Linked DNA regions of Sus scrofa: region 1 is linked to region 2. Evidence: chromatin contacts called from public Hi-C data. All regions are on one chromosome and are shown on one strand. The core of a region is the stretch at or near the end of the contact, and the rest is flanking DNA. Distances in the headings are between cores, read along the strand shown.

Region 1 (6,513 bases), core at 584-3,083, 180 kb before region 2:
AAGATGTTTTATATGACTAGAATTGATTTTATCCTCAAAAAATACCTTAGCAATGGAAAGTATCTCTCTCTCTCTCTCTTTTTTTTTTTTTTTTTTTTTTTTTTTTTTTTTTTTTTAGGGCCGCACCTACCGGCACATGGAAGTTCCCAGGCTTGGGGTGGATTCAGAGCTTCAGCTGCCAGCCTATGCCACAGCTACAGGAACTCTGCTCATCCAGAATTTTTGAGCATTTCAATATTAGTATTACTTTTAGATCCCCATCCCCTCAGTACTTCCCTCTGATATTATATACTTGCAATTGTCCTCCTAAAATGTGATGCCCAGAACTTAAATTTAATACATTAGACATAGTTGTGGGAGCCAAGAATACATTGGGATCATTGGTTTCCAAAATGTTTCCTACCATTTTGGTGAGTGAGGGGGTATGTGTGTGTGAGTGTGTGTGTCTCCTACCTCTCCAGCCTTACTCTGAACCTTAATCCTCCTGATACTTAGGCTATTGCTGATTAAGCAGAAAAAGGAGTTTGCCCTTTCTATTTCATTCCTTTTTTAATAACACAGGCCAAGATGTGTATGTTTAAGATATAATTATATATAATATTTAAAAATTTATCCAACAGGTTCTTATTCATGTGGAATCTGTTCATATGACTATCAATAGCACAAAACAAATGGAAAGTCATATTTGCTGGAATGGATTTCTTGAAATAATGCAGCCAAGGCAGGCCAAGTATACTGGATTTGAAATTCCAAATGTTTGAATTATCATCTAGATTGAAAACCTACAATGTAAATTACCCCATGAATTCATAAACTCTTTTGGACTATATCATCTAGTCTTGAATGACTATTTAGAAGCAGAATACAATGGAATAGCAATAAAATGAAGTGGTTTAGAATGAAAAATAAGAAACAGATGATTTCAGATCTTTTGTCTCCCCCTTACTAGCTAAGATATTCTGGGTATCTCACATCTTTGGCTTAATATCTACTTCCGGTGTTAGTGTAAAGGTTAACTGACATGGATATATAGGCTCTTAGCATAGCACCTGGTCCATAGGGCACACTCAGTAAAATATAGCTATTATGATTAATAACAAACAGTTCTCAAATAAAGCGTGCACTTTCTGTGTACATAGAATTGACGTATATTTAAAGAAACATGTTGATGGATTTACAGTGATACAAAAATACCTGTCCTTTTCTGTGATCCACACTCAGTGCTTATAAAAAAGCTGGCAAGAATTAGAGAATTGGCTTCATGTGATGGAACAGACCTATCCCACACAGAGTTAATTTTTAACAGAAGCTTGATCAGGATCTAACCAACTGATCTTCCTTCAGTCTTTAGCATTGGCCATAATACTGTTCAGTTCTGGCTTGTTTGACCACCAAATTTTAGTCTGCACAGGTTTATGAGGGAGAGGGTAGCTAAATAACCTTTTGTTTTTCTCTTCACTACCTCTTGGAACTAAATTCTAGATTTTCTTTTTAACTTGGGGAATCTTTAAAACCTGGCACTTGCTGGAGAAAATAAAAACCTCTATATAATATACCACAGCTTATTCCTCTCAGTATTTTAGAAATGGTTATGTTGAAATCAGGGTCTCTATATTTGTTTCTTTAAAAGAGCACAGTTTGGGGGATTTCACCCTTACCTCATTTCCATCCCATGGGTGCAGTTAAGTAGCCAGTTAGGCAGGAAATCAGATGACAAATTTCCTAATACTGTTATGAACTAAAGAATTGCTGACTTTTCTCCCAGTATACATAGTCATCAATCTTTCCACAAAACACATCATCTGGCCTCAGGTCTTAAATATTTTGCCCCAACACAATTTGGCTATGGCACAGTGATGATTTCCTCTGCATTGATAATTTAGTGATTTGTTCCTTCTGGTCTCTGTCAAAATGATACTAGACTATGTCATCATTACTACATCAACATACTGTTATGAATTATGTATATTTTGAGTAATCAGGACAGCAGAATGAAATCATATTCGCTCACAAGCTCTATGACGCTACCAACTTTAGATTAAGCAATTTTATAAAATGTATGGATTCTTTCAGAACCTTATTAAATAAGTTCTATATTCACAAGTATATTGGCAGATTATTTATACAGATATTTAGACTAGAGCCTTGCTTTAGAGATCTGCAAGATCTACAGCATCTCTGCTTTTCTTTTAATCTTACTCTTTAAAAACAAAACCAAAACTTTGTTTTATCATATATAAAGCTAGATAGTTAATTTGCACCTCGAAGATATGTTCTTAACTTTAGGACTCTCAAACTTGGATTCACAGTCCTTTTCTCTGATCTGTGAAAACAATTTTTCCCCTTTGATTTTTCTGTTTAATGGTATATGCATTAGCTTGAGAAATAATACTTTGAGTGCATTTATAAGTAACAAGCACAATCTTATTAAGTTTTCTGTAATTTAATTTCTATCATATTGATTTTATCTGAAGGATACATTATTCTTGATTTTCCTGATCCACAAGACTGAATATAAATTACTGTAAACCCACATTCTCTGGCCTTTTCCCTTGGAGGATAGTTAAGGTCAGTGATGATGCATGTTCCAGGACACTGTCAGGAAGGGGAGTGAAAGGTCCTCTAAAACTGTCCCCTTCACTTGTCTTTTCATATCTTGGAGATGTAGGGGGAACTATCAGCCAGCAAAATTGCTGGCTCTGACTCTGTATCTGCTCCCTGGAGCCCAGCACAATCTGGGCACTGGGACAGAGTCTCTGTGGGGGCTTGTGGAAGTTCACACAACAGTGTGCTCACAGATCATAAATGTTCCAGGAAAACACCACGGAGCACTGGGCCTGTTGACTAAGTGGCCCCAGACTTGCTATCAGTCCTCCTTGACATAAATTAAATAATATGGGTTGTAAAACATGATGCCTTTGTAATCCAATGAATCACTAAACAATTTATATTATGATGTTAACTCTGTTTCTAAACTTGGTCAGCGAATACCAGGAGTGATGTGATGACTTAAAAATGAGAGACACCCTTGTTTTAGTTCATGTTTATTCTACGTGACAGTGAAACAAAAGAACTACACACTTGGACGTATAGGTATGAAATGGATGTTTATATCACAGTTTAATTATAAGTGAGATTAATTTCCTCATGGACAAATGCTTTTATGTGACAAAAAAATGACATGATATTCCAAAGAAAAGAATATTTTACCTCCTGCTGAGCAGATTCTCTTAGATTTGCTCATTTACTCACTAAGGACATCGGTGGGGGAATCTGGTTTAGGGAATCTCTTCATGATTCTGGATCAAGATATTTCCTTGAGATTGATATTGGAGCTTGGGATATAATCTTTAGCTAATGTTTTTTATTTATATATCCCCTGGGTTTGTAATGACTAATAGTTTTAACTTGCAGATTTAGGTGATTTCCATGGATCACCATTGCGAACTGTAGATTAAAGCTCAGGTACTCTAGCGCTGTCTATTACTGACATGGATTAGAAGCCCCTTCAGTGAGGTAGAATGGATTGGCTGTGAATCTGTTATTTCTATGTCAAAACTTAAGCAGTGAACTATGACAATGTCAGCAGCTGGTCACTGACCTTGTCTTTGCTAATGCCCCTCAGTGCTCATATAGACAAAATGTAGTTTTAGTCCCCTCCCCATTCCAGTCCCTCTGCCACATACTCACCTTTCACCAGCACTTAATTCTCTATCAAAATATTTTTCCAGGATGTGAAAAGAACCAACTTCCAGGCAAGAGTGCAAAAGAGAATGAGTGATTCTAGTTAATGACTTCCAGATAAGAATTTGCTTATTTTCCTAATGGCCTACTGAGTCCTGCTGAGCTATCATGTCACAAACAGAACAGATAACTCTCTAATGGGAGAACTCTTTAAGGATCTCAGGACACAGCCACAGCACGTTTGTCTACATCAAATATTTTTTACAATAAATAAACAAATGGGAGCTGCAAACAAGTGGAATCTGAGAATAACTAAGTCTTCAGGGAAACTATTCTCAGGACAGGCAAAATCAATAAAAGTAAAATCCATAAAGATTAAATGCGAACATTTGGGGGGGCGTCTACCATGAAAACCAAAAGCTCTGTACTTAAGAGATAGTATGGAGAGAGAGATGAATGTAATGAAATTATGTTTGTTCACTTGAAGGCAGGATTGAGAATTCCAATCTAGGGCTGCATCATTCAACCTTCCCTCTGCTGTTTTTCTGCCACAATTATCTGAGCTACGTCTCCCAGAGTAGCCACTAATATGAAATCCCTGCTAAACAAAATGTAAACACCAAACAAACAGTAATGATGGTCTTTAGTTCACCACAGAATTCTGACCACATCAAACATGAACGAGTAGGTGGCTTCCAGAATACTGTCAAATAACAGAAAAGAATCTGTTACTGAAAATAACACTGAATGGTGGAAAAAGAGATCCCCAAATTGTTTCATGTTCATGATAATAAATGAAATAAAGTAAAAATATTAATAAAAACGTAACAGCAGACCAGGGCTATCATTTAAGGAAAACATTTCAGTATGTTTTATTACAATTAACAATTATAAAGAGGAAAATGCAAAAAATTGGGAGGAATTGTGGTTACCGTTTTCAGAACTGCTCTAGCATGGAGGGTACCTTTCCTGCCTCCAGGAAAATGTTTACTTTTTTGCTGTTTTTATCAATCAATAAATGATACCCACAGAGAAAAAAAAGAAGTCTTACTTTAAAAAGATACTTGGTTTAATGTTTATAAAGTGGTTTGGTTGCTTATAAATAAAAAAAAGTAAAGTCAAAGTATTATTATAGCATTTAAGGTATTTAAACCTATAATTGAGGTGACTGAATATTTTCCATAACTCCCCCTTATATTTAGTCCTTTACACATTTTTTGCAAGTTCATAATTTTAAGCTAAAACTTTCCATGTTCTATACGTCAGTAAATATGTATTGTCTGGAATCACTTAAAAATTATTCAAACAAGTTTGAATATTGGTAATTTGTCTTTTCTTGGATAATTTGAAAGTCACTGAGTTTCTACATAAAGCAAAAAATAATGCTATATTTCACTTTGGACTAGAGCTTAAAATCAAATGTAGCATGCAGAGAACCAGAGGGAGCTTATATTAAGTTGGAAAATAATAGTTTAAAGATAAAATGACATTGATGGATTAAAACCATGATTTAAACATGTTCTGTTGCAAATTTTACTTTGGAAATACACTTTTGATACTTGGACCAGTTTCTCTTCTCCATTTGACTTACTACCTAACCAACTGATTGTCTGAATGCTTTCTTATACAGAAAGCTTAGAAGATAATAATTTTATATTTAGAAAAAGGCTGTATTTCTAGGAACAGTGTAGGTTCCAAATATTGTATTTTCCATTATATTATACTTTAAAAAATTCTTTAAGAGAAACAGTAATTGTGATATATTGAGATGGATTACAATCTCATAAACATATGCTATAACAAAATTCAATCATATATTATATTTGAGTTTTTTTCTCTTCAACAATTACCCAATGAAGATTATGAGGCAAGGGGTACAAGATGAGAGTGGAGAGGAGGAAAGTGAAATCTTAATAATCTTTTCAGTTTTACATACTATATATACATTTCTTTTACATTTGTATAACATCCAGTAGCCAGAAACTGCAGTTGGCCAGGCTCTTCCTCTACATTGTAAATGAAAGGAAACAAGCTGATTTTTTTTTTTTTTTAACTTATAACACTCAGAGGTTTGGTAAAGATACTGGCATATTTTGCACACCTAAACTAAGAGTATAGGTCATTCAACATACACTTCTTGAGAATATTCTGTGTTCCTTTGGATCAGGCAAAAGCAGTACCAAAAGAATTAAGCACAGGAGTTCCCATCTTGGCTCAGTGGAAATGAATCTGACTGGCATCCCTATTGATGCAGGTTTGCTCTCTGGTCTCGCTCAGTCGGTTAAGGATCCGGTGTTGCCATGAGCTGTGGTGTAGGTCACAGATGAGGCTCGGATCCTGTGTTGCTGTGGCTTGGCATAGGCCAGTGGCTACAGCTCCATTAGACTCCTATCTTAGGAACTTCCATATGCTGTGGGTGTGGCCCTAAAAAAAGAAAAAAAGAAAAAAAGAATTAAGCACAAATAAACTAACAGATGGCCAAAAAGCATATGAAAAGGTACTCAACACCGTAATTGTTAGAGAAATGAAAATCAAAACTAGAGTGAGGTAACCACCGCCTACTGGTCAAAATGGCCATCATCAAAACGTCTACAAGCAACAAATGCCGGAGAGGGTGTGGAGAAAAGGAAACCCTTCTACACTGATGGTAGGAATGTAAATTGGTGCAACCACTATAGAGAATAGTATGAAGGTCCCTAAAAAAAATAAATGTAGAACTACCATATCATCCAGCCATCCTGCTCCTAGGCATCTAGAGAAAACCATAATTCAAAAAGATACACCCCAATGTTCATTCCAGCACTATTTACAATAACCAATACATAGAAG
Region 2 (7,017 bases), core at 2,661-5,160:
ACTGGAGGGTGGATTGACAAGAGCTGAACTAGAAAACCAATCAGGAGGCATCTGCAGGAGTATAAGTGAGCAATGGTAGAAGCTTGGATGTGGGAAGTAATGGTGAAAAAGTGGTCAGACTTAAGACATATTTTGATAGTAGGGCTGACAGGATTTGCTAATGGAGAAGCCAAGGATGACTTAGTCTTTGGCTTGAGAAACTGGCTAAGTGCAATTGCCATCTAGTGAGATGTGGAAGACTGTAGGTGGAAGTAGGCTTGGAGATGAAGATTGAGAATTCAGTTTGGGGTGTGTTAATGTACGAAATGCCTATTCAGCATCTAGAGGGAGATATTAAGTAGGCAATTGCATGCGAATTTAGAGAACAGGAAAGGGTCCAAGGCTGGAGATAGAAAATTAGGAATGAATGATATCACCAGGATAGACAGCACAGATAAAGTATGGATGAAGGACTGAAGCCCTGGGGCACACCAAAATTTAGAATTCAGGGAAACGATGAGACACCAGTAAAGCCCATTGAGAAAGAACAGCCAATTAAGTAAAAAAAACCGGGAGTGTGTTATATCCAGAAAACCAACTAAAGAAATTGTTTTAAGAAAGAGCTCAAATTGTCACTGTGTCAAATGCAACTGAAAGATCAAGCACAATGGGAATAACTGACTGTTGGTTGCAGTCAGAAACACCAAGATAACTGATAACTTTGAGAGGAAAAAAAAGTTTTAGTGGAGAGCTAAAGGCAAAGCCTTATTGGAGTGGATTTAATTAAGAGAAGGAAAGAAATTAGAGACAAATAGAGAGAAAACTCCTTCAAGGTGTTTTCCTGCACAAGGAAAGAGAAAAATAGGACAGTAGATTTCAAGATATGAGCCACAAGAGTGAGATGGGAGAAATTACACTATATTGTTTTATGATGAATCCAATATGGAGAGAAAAATTGATCATGTGAGAAAGAGGAGCATTTCCAAAGCTATGTCTTTGCAATAAAAAAGCCATGTAGTGCCCAAATAAAGAGGCTGGACTTACTAGGAGTATGTAAGTACGGTTTGTTTTTCCTAATAAGCAAAAGACACCCATATGAAGATAAATAGATGTGTGTGCATGGAGGAGAGACCTCATTACTTCTGTACTCTGAAATAGAAAGGTCATCAACTGAGAGTGAGGAGAGGGAAGACGTGATCACTGGAAGAGAAGATGTGCTGGAGAGAGGATGAGATTTGAGTAGAGAAGAGAGAAGAGCACTCATCTAAAAGGAGAGAAAAATACTGAACTGTCAGGCAGTCCTAAGGCCCTACTTGAAATTAATGATCTTTAATTTAAGGTAGGGCCATTAGCATGATTTCATGTTTTTCTTCAGCCAGTTGAGTTGGGCCGAGTCTTTTTTTTTTGGTCTTTTTGCCATTTCTTGGGCCACTCCAGCGGCGTATGGAGGTTCCCAGGCTAGGAGTCGAATCAGAGCTGTAGCTGCCGGCCTACACCAGAGCCACAGCAACACAGGATCTGAGCCGCGTCTGCAACCTACACCACAGCTCACGGCAACGCCAGATCCTTAACCCACTGAGCAAGGGCAGGGATCGAACCCGCAACCTCATGGTTCCTAGTCGGATTCATTAACAACTGCGCATGACGGGAACTCCTGGGCCAAATCTTAAAAAGAGTAAAGGAAGAGTTTAATTTAGCCAGTGATGAGCTTTTGGAAGATGAGTATAAAGAAAGCAAGGAAGGAGTTCCCTTCATGGCTCAGCAGTTAACAAACCCAACTAGGACTCATGTGGATGCGGTTCAATTCATGGCCTTGCTCAGTGGGTTAAGAATCCAGCATTGCCATGAGCTGTGGTATAGGTCACAGATGCATCTCAGATCTGGCATTGCTGTGACTGTGGTGTAGGCCAGCAGCTGTAGCTCGATTCAACCCCTAGCCTGGGGAACTTCCGAATGCCTCAGGTGCGGCCCTAAAAAAAAAAAAAAAAAAAAAAGAAAGAAAGAAAAAAAGAAAGAAAGAAAGAAGAAAGAAAGAAAAAAAAAAGAAAGAATGAATGAAAAAAAAAAGAAAGAAAGAAAAAAAAAGAAAGCAAGGATATTGGAGATAGTTTCAAAGGAGTGATTATAGATGGGCTATGGGATGTAGGACGGGAAAGAAGGGACACCAAGATGTGGTGAGAGTAAGAAAAAAGAAAAAGTGGGAAAGTCAAATACATTGTACATCCCAGGGGGATTGGAAGTTCATTAAAGTTTGAGTACCAGAGGGAGTGAAATTGAAAGGTAATGGATGATAACCTGTGAGCAGGAGGATCAACATTAAGATTATGGTGAATTAGCAATTTTCATTAATGGAAGGTTTCAGGATTTAAGACTATGGGACCAAATACTGAGACAGGAGGAGGAAAAGATGATTGGGAGAGATAAGGTCAAAATGTTGAAAAGGAAGAATACTAAAGGGATTCTATGCGTGGATATTTAAACTACATAGAGTTTTTCCCAAGAGTTGAGAATAGCAGGAAATTAAAACTGAGAAGGTTTGAGTGGGCGAGGGAGGAGAGGAAGTGGGTGGATGGAATAGGGCAACAGGAGTTTCCAGGTGAGAATATTTAGTGTTAATCACAACTTTAGACAGTCAGTGAATTGTAGAACATCTTTTGATCTACCTAGGGCTTATATTAAAATTAAGCTTTTGATTCAGTTGGTCTGGGGTAGGGGCTGAGATCCTGTAACTACAGAACAAAAGGTGGAATAAAAAAGAGAGAGGATTTGGATCAAGATTTAAGCTTAGAGAATACCAATTCCTTTCAGGAAAGCTCTTAACCTCTTTTGCTTCTTTTTTTTTTCGTTTTCTTAGTTTCTTCCTAAGTACACAGGAACCAGTTAAACTATCACTGAAATGCGAACAGAGAGAAAGTATCCAAAAATATCAAAACTGATTGAGCTATGAGATAGTTATCAGGGATGCCTGAACTAGGTGTTTTGAACATACATCTAAAAATTGGTGTTGTCCACACTAATATTTTATTTAGGGAGTAAAACCAGATTTTAATCTCCTTCCCAGAAGGAGTTAATAATGTTCTTTGCTTCTTTACTTCCATTTTAAAGAGAATCCTTGGTGAAAAGTGGCATTGCCTTTCATTTGTTAAAGAAAATAGACTTCCAACAAAATGGAACTATGGGCAGATGTCATTCATAATCATTAGAAGGAAATTGCCCTGATAGAAAAGAAAAGCTATTTTCTAAAGGATTAGAAACTCTGTATAGTGTATATAACACAAATACTCGAAAGAAATACATAAGCTATTACATTAGCTAAACTTTTGAAAGGCCATTATACAACACTTTAAAGAAAGGAAGAATGGAGTTTCCATCGTGGCGCAGCAGAAACAAATCCGACTAGGAACCATGAGGTTGTGGGTTTGATCCCTAGCCTCGCTCAGTGGGTTAAGGATCCGGCTTGCTATGAGCTGGTGTGGCTATGGCTGGCAGCTGTAGCTCTGATTTAACCCCTAGTCTGGGAACCTCCATGTGCTAAGGGTGCAGCCCTAAAAAGACAAAAAAAAAAAAAAAAAAAAAAAAAAATTAACCTGTAGCATTTTTCCCCTGCTCTGGTCAATAGAAGCAACATATTTGGGCCCCAGCTGATTCTTTTTAGTCATCTCTGCTGCTATCTATGAGAAGAATCAGAGAAAGGTGGGGTTAAATCTTAATGAAAAATTGCAGGTCTTAGAGATTATGAATAGGATTGATGAGTTTTTCTTTCCTGAAGGACAACATGCAGATTAAAGAGCTTTTAACTGTTCTTGATGCAATCAAAAGGTTATGGTCATCTGCTAAAAACTCAGTTTTAGCCACAGTTTATGTAAGTTGTTCACATTACTCACTCAGTAATGATGTACTTGGCCCCACTGTTTGTGGTCTGGTTCTCATTTGTTTGGCATTACATTCCAAGACTGCAATGACTCAGAAATGTTCCTTATTTTTTACAGTAAGAAGAAATAGCATGCTTTGCCTGAAACATCTCGAGTTTAATCACTTGTCTGTGGTCTTCCCACAATCTATCCAAGCAGGTGTATATAAGTGAAGACTTCCACATATTGAGTCAAAGAACCAATATTTCTAACCAGAAACTTCTGAAGTTAGCTTCTAACACTCATATGACATTGACAGAAAATTTAACCTCTTTGCAATACAGTACAATATTTCAGACTATAGCTTTTCAGAACAAAGGAAAACTTTCCAGGATAAAAATATCAAACGTACTTACAACCTCTAGCAATCATGTCTGAGGGATCTTAAAGTTGTGCAAAAGTTGTAGGAATTGCTCTACACTGACTTGGAAGACAGAAGTAGGCACTGTAGCTTAAAAAGAATGGGCAGATGCATTTTGGGGATGCTACAATTTTGTTCTATGGACTATTAAACTTAGTGCTCTCTGAAAAAAGAATGACTGTTTCTGAACCTTTAGGTTCCTGAAAACATCTAAGCAGAAATGGAAGCACAGAGTCAAAGGAGAGGAGTTAGTCTCAAACGTGATGGTCTTAAACTCTAGCAAGGAGTTAACAGATATTCCTTTATTTATTTATTTTATTTTTTTGTCTTTCTGTCTTTTTTAGGGCCTTACCTGCGGCATACGGAGGTTCCCAGGCTAGGGGTCTAATTGGAGCTGTAGCCACCGGCCTACGCCAGAGCCACAACAACACAGGATCCGAGCCACATCTGTGACCTACACCACAGCTCACAACAACACTGGAGATATTGCTTTAAAAAAAAAAAAAAAAAAAAAAAAGAGTCTCTCTGATGACTTACACTATCCCTACTTCACCTTCCATAACCTCTTAGGTTGCTTGAGTTCTTCTCTTTCTCCCATGATAATTTATAGCATTCCCCTCCCCAGACAGTAAAAAGAAGATGGGTTGGACCAGAAATGGAAGGACCTCTTTAGAGTGTTCTCTTTCAAATAAACACTTAAATGAGAACTTACCAACAGCATAGTAAACATAATGGAGTATAAATATAAATTCATCATCCAGAATTCATCTATTATACAAAAAGAACTGTCACTTGAAATGTCCTAAGGCAGGAAAATACAGGACAATACAATTTTGATCAGGGGAGGAAGTTTGGAGAGACAAAAAGCACAAAGAAGAGCTGCCCACAGAGGAAAGACTAGGTTAATCATTCTAGCATGTGGTCCACGGGAGATTAGATAAATCCCTGGATGCAGAATCCGCAGATAGACACGGTCAGCAACTGCCATTTTATCTAAGTGACTTGAGCACCCCTGGCTTTTGGTGTCATGGAACCAGTCCCCCCACTGAATACCGAGGGATGACTGTATCTTCAGAGTGGCCAGAGGCACCTGTGACGACAGATTTTATCTGAGTTTATTTCCCTTCTCATCAAGCATGACCCTACCAATGAGGCATTTTCAACGGATGCCTCAGAAAAACTTGGGGGAAGGGGCTCCAAAGCCTGATAGAAGTTTAAATAAATGATCCAGAAATCAAAGGAAAGGAATCTTGTGCCATTTTTTTTAGTTACTTAAAATTGCTCTAGTTTGACAAAAACTATTCAGAATGTGGAAAGAATACTTAGAAAGCCACATTTTTATATTCAATGTTCACTGCCAGCAAATTCTTTGATTTTGTAGGATGAGGTCTCTTGCTGTGACTTGATTCACTCAAAGTTTTAAGAAGTCTACATTACAAAGGGAAAGTGAAAAAGCCACAGTAACTTACTGAACTAAGAAAGTATTATTCTCTCTCTAAAGTGTTAGTTAACTTGCAGCATGACCTCTAGGTGTATCAAGATCTTGATTATTTTGCAAACTATAGCTGAGAGGTTTTCCTCATACTTGAGTGGTGCCAGAATTTCCAGCTACAGCCTCATTTCCTGGTGTATAACAGAAAGCATGCACCCAATAACAGAAAGCATGCACCCAGAAGAAGAAAATCATTTAGAGTTTTTTGTTTGTTTGTTTTTTGTTTTTAAGCCTGTAAATATTGCATTTATCCATCACCTCAGCTTCCTGGACTTGCCACACTGTCGTTAAATTATGAAATGAACTCTTAAAGATTTCTGACTTAAATTCTCTAAAACTCATTTTACTCCTCTATAAATAAAGGCAACATATGACATGATCCCCCAAAACACGCTCGGCCCCGAATTTTATGATCCCATTCCCACAAGTTCAATTGATTCCAACCCTATTATCTTCTAGGCATTGAAAAACCAACATTTTGAGTTAATCTCTTTCCCCTCTCTGGTAAATCAGCAATGTCCGGGGTGGTCTGTAATCCGCCTCTAAAAGAACTGATACGATATATTCCAGTTTGGGGCCACTTTAAGCCCTCTGTGAGTTTTTGAAGATAATTGTATGTGACTCAGCAATGACTGTGGCCAATTTCTTAAGTTCTTTAGTGTGGAAGTTATCAAGATCTATGGATTTAACTCATCCAATCTGAGTTAGTCATTTCTATCTGTTCCCACTTTACTGAGGCTCTGCCTCCCATCATCTTTGCCTGCCCACATGATTAGATCATGGCTGACATTTGTGAGGGAAAAATGATGTAAAAGGGGCCTTCCTGTCACTGTCATGTTTAAGGGCTATTCTTGTCATTTGATAAAGGGACAGGGCTTTTCCCACCTTCTCCCACTTAGTGCTTTTAAATAGTTTTTTTTTTTTTCCTCCACATCTTGAGAGTTGCATCTTATATCTTGCTTATAAATTATTGGTTTATCAACCATAGCAAAAGACAATATTGAAGATCACTGGACTTGGAGTAAGGGCATTTAGGGTTTTGCCCAATCACCTCTGGAAAGTATTCAGAATCTCTGAGCTTTAGCTCCCGCATTTTAATGTTTGTATGTCAGTAGTTCAGTACTTGATCTTAAGGCTGCTGCTTCTTCTTTAAATGTCTTCTAATGCTCCTCCCCTACTGGATTCATCTCTGTAGCATTTCCATTCAGGCTTGCTACATAAAGTATGACATAGCTGGAACTGGAAACTGGGTCCCAACCTCCAGTGTTCTTAAG

Evidence for each region. Hi-C and Micro-C count contacts between places; a contact is called where the count stands out from the background.
Region 1: a Hi-C map of adipose tissue shows a contact between it and region 2, with 4 times the contacts expected there. The contact joins two enhancer-like sites. A contact is called at or near these places in 1 of 5 promoter capture datasets (liver), 24 of 47 Hi-C or Micro-C datasets (adipocytes, adipose tissue, alveolar macrophages and 14 more) and 1 of 2 datasets of contacts at active chromatin or transcription factors (skeletal muscle).

What each region holds. Positions count from the first base shown.
Region 1 is chr16:29,079,286-29,085,798 of Sscrofa11.1, reverse strand. All of the region lies in intron 1 of LOC102160325 (a long non-coding RNA gene), which reads left to right. Among named protein-coding and RNA genes, the nearest start is that of MRPS30, 29 kb to the left of the region's middle. Within about 2 kb of position 1,833, at least 4 of the 83 cell types and tissues checked have an H3K27ac peak or open chromatin away from gene starts, as enhancers often do. A contact at or near this core is called in adipose tissue, where this site is marked.
Region 2 is chr16:28,896,329-28,903,345 of Sscrofa11.1, reverse strand. The region is part of intron 4 of LOC102161640 (a long non-coding RNA gene); the gene reads right to left. Among named protein-coding and RNA genes, the nearest start is that of FGF10, 120 kb to the right of the region's middle. Within about 2 kb of position 3,910, at least 5 of the 83 cell types and tissues checked have an H3K27ac peak or open chromatin away from gene starts, as enhancers often do. A contact at or near this core is called in adipose tissue, where this site is marked.